Regions from separate parts of the Xenopus tropicalis genome. Here region 2 is linked to region 1. The links are chromatin contacts, called in public Hi-C maps. All regions are on one chromosome and are shown on one strand. The core of a region is the stretch at or near the end of the contact, and the rest is flanking DNA. Distances in the headings are between cores, read along the strand shown.

Region 1 (3,261 bases), core at 255-2,754:
CCTATAACAGAGCTTTCCAGACCTGTCTGGGCCTACCTTACACCCAGGTTCCACTTAACCTCTCCACCTGCCTGCTCAGAGATCTCTCACAAAATGGCCTTCTGCCACATGGCTGCCCTTTTATACTGTACCACAGTGCCACCTTATGGCCAAACTGTTGAATTGCAAAGGTCATGCTATGACCCAAGAAAAGGGACTTACTTCCCATTACACAGAGGACCCTTTATACTGTAGCTGTCCAAATACCTATGGGACTGCCAGTGAAAAAGGGGCATAATTTACAGGTCCCCTGCATTTTCTTGGAATTTTAGAGGGTTCATTTATTAAATAGCAATTTTTTTTAATACATTGATAAATACTATTCTAAAAATCCCATAGGAATGAATATAAAGAGGGTTCATTTTTCTGTGGTGAACTTTTAGATCTATTTCTCATTCCCAAGGAAAAGTCACTGCAAGAAAAGTCATAAAAAACTCAACTTTTTTGAATTGTTGCTGAGAAAATCCTGATTTTATCGAATTGTTCCTGTGAAAAAGTCGAGTTAAAAACCCAGTAAAATCTCTAAAGTTTCTTCCTTGAAGAAAGATCTTCAAGGAATATTGTTTTTTTAGACGTTTAGATGCATAGTAAATCTTGCAAATGTTTCAGCGTTTTTTTTCTGCCACTTTTTCTAAAAAAAATGCAATAAAGTTTAAAATACGAAATCGATGGTTAGTAAATGAGCCTCTTAATGTCACATTTTGATAAATTTGCCCCGTGGTGCATTCAGGAAGCAAGAAGCACAGTACATTAAGTACAGGCCCACATTTTATGTTCTTTGTACTTAGCCCACAGCATCGGACTGGGCCACCGGGGCACCGGGAAAAAACCTGGGGGCCCCCAATGAGCTGCAGGTTTAGGCTTGGTGGAGGGGGTCAGAGGGTGTTGGGGGCAATGACCATTGGGGGGTGCAGGGGCCCCTGAGGCATAAGCCCCGGTAGTCCCTGCACCCCCCAGTCTGACCCTGTTAGCCCAAATTAGTAAATGAGGCCCACAGTAATAGAATTGTTGTCCCTTACGGACATGCTGCTGTTCCTCAGGCAACCTACAAATATGTATAGTTAAAGGTGCCCATACACAGATTTCAGCTGCAAATTCGGGTCCATTAGACCAATTTGGCGGCTTATCTGCCCATGTATGGGCACCCAGGACAGGCCTACCTGACTGACATCTGCCTTAAAACTGACCTGATCTTGATAGGGCAGGTTTGATTTTCCCATCAGATCAGGGACCACATCAGCTCACTGGTCCGATTGCCCATATACCCATCATTTTAATTAGATCATTTGACCCAAGGGCAAACGATCAAACTAGCCCGATATTGCCCACCGTAGGTTGGCATATTGGAAGAAAATCCACTCGTTAGGTGACCTCACCAAAAGAGTGGATCCCACCGTGTATGGCCACCTTAATGTTGAGCTCAAAAGTCCAGTAATAACAATTTATTTTTTTCTTTCTTTTACAGATTCATCGTCTTATTACTCTACAATGGCAGCATGTTTAAGGGGTACTGTTTTTGTCATGATTCTGATGGGTATCGGTTTCTTCTACAAGGTGACTGTGAATTATCAAAAAGGCTATTCCATTATGTCTTTTACCTTCACAAACAATGGAACGTCACAGAAGGAGGAAGCAAACAATAAAACAAAGAGCAATCTAACACCAGAAGAAATTCTTCGCAATGGAAATGGGATTATTTTTATAGAGACCACTGATAGGATGCAGCCCCCACACTTAGTTTTGTGTGCAGTAGAGTCTGCAGCTCGGATCTACCCCAACAGACCAATTGCTTTCTTTATGAAGGGTTTACCTGATATAAATTCAGTAGAAGATGAAGACAAGGCCAAAAAGAGATTCCCAACCCTTTCATCTCATGATAATATCTACCTTTTCCCTCTGAGACTGGAGGAAGTATTTGCTAATACCCCACTTCTACCCTGGTACAAAAAGGTAGGTATATTATATGTAATTACAGCTATTGTAGTGTTTTGTATGTTTTTGTACAAACCTAAAATGTGCTTGGGTGCCCTTTTCAACTAAAGTAATTTGCAATAGAAACCTGTTGGCAGATGTGGTGATCACTCAGGGAACGCTCAGCATAGAAACTTTGGGAAAGTTTTTACTTGTGTTATAACTTAACAGGTAAAGGAACACTATACCCCTGAAAAATGAAGATCTCTATAAAAATATTTTGCATAAAACAGCTCATATGTAAATCCGTGCATCATCGAAAAAACCTTTTCATAAAAAATGTACTTGTCCACAAATTTGTAACACTTACCTTCCCTGATGTGGTCCACTGCCTGATTATACAGCCATGGCCCAAAATGGCCCCAGAAATTCTTCCAGAAAATCAAGTATTTCTCACAGAAGAGTATTGCAGTAGCACATGTTTTGCTATACACATGTTTATTCCCTTTGTGTGTATTGAAACAGAACAAAAAATGGAGGGAAAAAAGCAAATTGGACATAATGTCACACAAAACTGGGCTGGACAAAATTATTGGCACCCTTTCAAAATTGTGGATAAATACGATTGTTTCAAACATGTGATGCTCACCTGGGGCAAGTAACAGGTGTGGGCAATATAGAGAGAGAAGTTCACACTGGGGCACATTTACTAATCCATGAACGGACCCAAAGCGTCCGAATGCGTTTTTTTCGTAATGATCGGTATTTTTGCGACTGTATTTTGCGCAACTTTTTCGTCGCCGTTACGACTTTATCGTATATTTTCCGCTACTTTTTTGTCGCCGTTGTGAAAAAATCGGATTGGTTTTTCCGCCATTTACAATTGCTCAATATGAAAAAATCACGACGGCGACGAAAAAGTCACGCAAAATACGATAAAGTCGTGACGGCGACCAAAAAATTGCACAAAATACGAAAAAAGCGCGACGGTGACGAAAAAGTCGCAAACTTTTCGTTTCCAATCCGTTTTTTTCCCATTCGGGATTCGGATTCGTGGATTAGTAAATGTGCCCCTTAGTCTTTGCATTGTGTGTCTGTGTGTGCCACACTAAGCATGGACAACAGAAAGAGGAGAAGAGACCTGTCTGAGGACTGGAGAACCAAAATTGTGAAAAAATATCAACAATCTCAAGGTTACAAGTGCAACCCAGGTGTCTAACTATAGTGCGAGGTTAACTTCACTATTACCAAGGTTACAAGTCCATCTCCAGAGATCTAGATTTGCCTTTGTCCACAGTGTGCAACATTATC
Region 2 (3,261 bases), core at 262-2,761, 150 kb before region 1:
GGGCCAAGGTGCAGGAGATCCCACCAGTGCCTTTAGGGCCCATTCAATGAGGAGCGCTCATGGCTTTTGCTGCACTCTGCACTTTGCAGCAGAATAAAGGCCAAGTACTTGTATACAGGTCACGGAATGCTGCGGCTATATCACAGAAGTCTTCTATTTGTTATAATACACAAGTTTCAGTCATGACAGAAATTATGTCACCAAGCACCAATTATGTTATTATTACCATGTATTTATAAAGCGCCAACATATTCCGCAGCGCTGTACAATAAGTGGGTTACATACATTGGACATACAGAGTAACATATAAAGCAACCAATAACCAATACATGAGGTGAAGAGAGCCCTGCCCAAAAGAGCTTACAATCTACAAGGAGAAAGGGTTGAGACACAAGGTGTGGGAATGGGCAAGATCAGAATTAAGCAATGTGAGAGGTGGGGCACAGGGTATTGCTTTTAGCAGCACACTGAGGGTATGTTAGACTAAATGAGGGTAAGCTTCTCTAAATGAATGTGTTTTTAGAGATCTTTTGAAGGCAGAAAGTTTGTGGGAGTGAATTATAACTGATGACATCACCAAGTACCCTTTATAAGGATTTAATTTACAGGACATTCATGGCTTTTGTGTTTTATACTATATATATACATATACATACACACCATTCCTGTACATATTATATTGTAATTAATATAATATTATATATCATAATATAGGCTTCCCAATATTATAATATATTATTTATAATAATATTATTACAATGAAACACACATCCTTTACCAGTACATGTATATATGCTCCTGTTATCTGAGCAGCAATGTAGCCTTGAATCCTACAATTCAGTACTGAATAGGTTAATGTTCCGCTCAGCACAAACCCCAGACCAGTCATGTCCCCGCTGCAGCTCAGTCACAGCTCCTATTACCCCCAGGATAAAATAAGTTGTAGTTGAACAACAGTAGAGAGGGGGGGGGGGGGGGGGTTTCATGCTGCATGACCCTAATATTAATAGATGCCCATTTATTCAACAACACAGTTACGGATACACTGAAACTGTCACTTTTGGCCACTTGTATAGTTAATAACCAACTTCCATTAACCTGTAATAAGTAACTGCTGAGAGTTGCAGTTTACCATATGCAGAGGAAACCATTTGCACAGGGCTGAGTATACAGCCATATATATACTGTACATATATATACCTGGAGCTGTGGCTTTGCAGCCTATGGGGTCTCCCCCCTGCAGAGCTGAACTGGTCCTGCGAATGAATGTATTCCCGGCCGGCTGCTCCTTGCCTCTCTCCTTCCCTGGGGGGTCCCACCTGTATAAGAGCTCTCTGTCCCCCACTCCCGAGTCAGAGCTGTGAGTGACAGTGCTGCCTTATGGAACAGGAAGTGGCTGTACTGTTGGTAACCAGGGAAGCCTGACCCCTGGGAGATGAAGCCCAGCAGGTTCCCTGCCATAGTTACCTCATAACATCACTGCCGCCTTCCCCGGGAGGGGCCCCGCCGCCTCTCACTGTATTGTGCCTGCTAGGGACTCACACCTGTCAGCAGGAGAGGAGGGGGCATGGGCATTAGAGAGGCTACTTATATATTCCCCTCATATGTCACCTAGGGGAAGTGGGAACTTTCGCACTAAGAATACTGTGTCCCCAATAGCAGTGCTGCATGCAAACAAATGGCCTTTCCTACTGGTTACTTAGCATTTAGCATTGATGTTTAGCAGAAAAGGCTTGGGGGATTCTGGGAGATGTAGTTTTCCATCAGCTCAGATTTTGCTTCAAGTGGATCAGGGGGTAACTGGAGGCACAATAGCTCCAGGACAAAGTTTAGACAAGTACAAACACACAGTACAGCGTCCCCTTGGGGCAACCTACAGATTAAAGTTAATGGCAAATTGAGTCGGGGTGGGACAAAACACTTGAAAACACCCCATATTCATCACTGTATAAAAGGTGCACCCCAAAGTCTCTGTGGAAATGCCCCTAACTGTGTGCAGCTCAATCAGCCTCTGCTGCAACAACCCTCTCACTCTTTTCTCAACCTCTTGAGGTTGTTTTTGTATTTTTTTTTAATTCCTCCCTATATCTTTATAGGAGGAATAAATGGAAGAATAGATGCTACCATGTAAATAAAAGAGACTAGGAGAATAAAGAGGTTGGGTGAGGAAAGAAGGAAAAATAGTTTGGAGAGGGGGCCTATGATATAAGGTTTTCTGGTGGGCCCCTGGGGTCCCAGTCCGACACTGGATGTAGACAGTGTTGGGAGCCACATAGGCACGACAAATTCTTTGGGGATGCCAAATAAGCACAATGATTGGCTGTTTGCTAGCCCCATGTGGGGGAGATTCTCCTCGAAACTGTGTCTGTGTGCTTCTAAAACTTGCCCCCAAGCCAGAAATTTAAGAATGGGCGCCCATTTTGCGGCTGCTGGGAGCAACTTCAAAGGGGTTGGTGAGCAACATGTTGCCCCTGAGCCACTGGTTGGGGATCACTGGTATAAACCAATTCCAATTAATTCTCTATTGTTGGTTTTGAGAGTGAACTGAATACATTTTTTTGTGTTTCAGCCTATTCCCCCGACTGTATATAAAAGCAGGAGGGTATTGCTGGGAACATATTGCACCGCTCTAGCCACACCGGGTCTCACACAATAAAGGAAACTGTTCCATTTACAATATGTGACCCAGAATCAACAACAGTGAAATCCAAGCAGCAGCCTTTCTGTGTGCAGCCGCCTGTGTAATAAGCACCCAGTTACCTTCCTCAGTTAATCTATTAATGTTGCTCAGTAACCAGAGCCGGCTGCCTCCCTGCACATTCTCCTTACCTGCCGGCGCCACTCCCACCTGCTGCCAGGTAAAGCCTTTCTTCCCAGACACCTGCAATGCAGCTTTTTATGGACAACCAAGAACGGGCACAATTTTGATAATCAGTATCAATGTATGAGAAAGCAATTAATAAAGAGATGGATGCAAAAGTCAGCTGACCTATGATAAGTATGCAAGGCATTGTGGGAAAGTTTTGCCTGGAGGTTTCTGTTACAGGTATGGGATCCCTTATCCGGAAAACCCATTATCCAGAAAGCTCCATATTATGGAAAAGCCCTCTCTCATAGACTCTATTATAAGCAAATAATTCTTATTTTTAAAAATGATTTCCTTTTTCTCTGTAATTATAAAACAGTACCTTTACTTGATTCTAACTAAGATATAATTAATCCTTATTGGAGACAAAACAAGCCTATTGGGTTTATTCAATA

The links. Hi-C and Micro-C count contacts between places; a contact is called where the count stands out from the background.
Region 2: a contact with region 1 is called in a Hi-C map of gastrula embryo, with 1.7 times the contacts expected there. The contact joins the promoter of dzip1l here to the promoter of LOC101733382 in region 1. A contact is called at or near these places in 4 of 5 Hi-C or Micro-C datasets (brain, gastrula embryo, neurula embryo and 1 more).

Annotation. Positions count from the first base shown.
Region 1 is chr5:131,588,509-131,591,769 of UCB_Xtro_10.0, reverse strand. LOC101733382 (alpha-1,4-N-acetylglucosaminyltransferase) reads left to right here and starts at 1,504. Exons shown (of 2, transcript XM_031902951.1): 1 at 1,504-1,989. The coding sequence starts at 1,528.
Region 2 is chr5:131,733,697-131,736,957 of UCB_Xtro_10.0, reverse strand. It overlaps dzip1l (DAZ interacting zinc finger protein 1-like), which reads right to left and starts at 1,511. Exons shown (of 11, transcript NM_001079400.1): 1 at 1,468-1,511.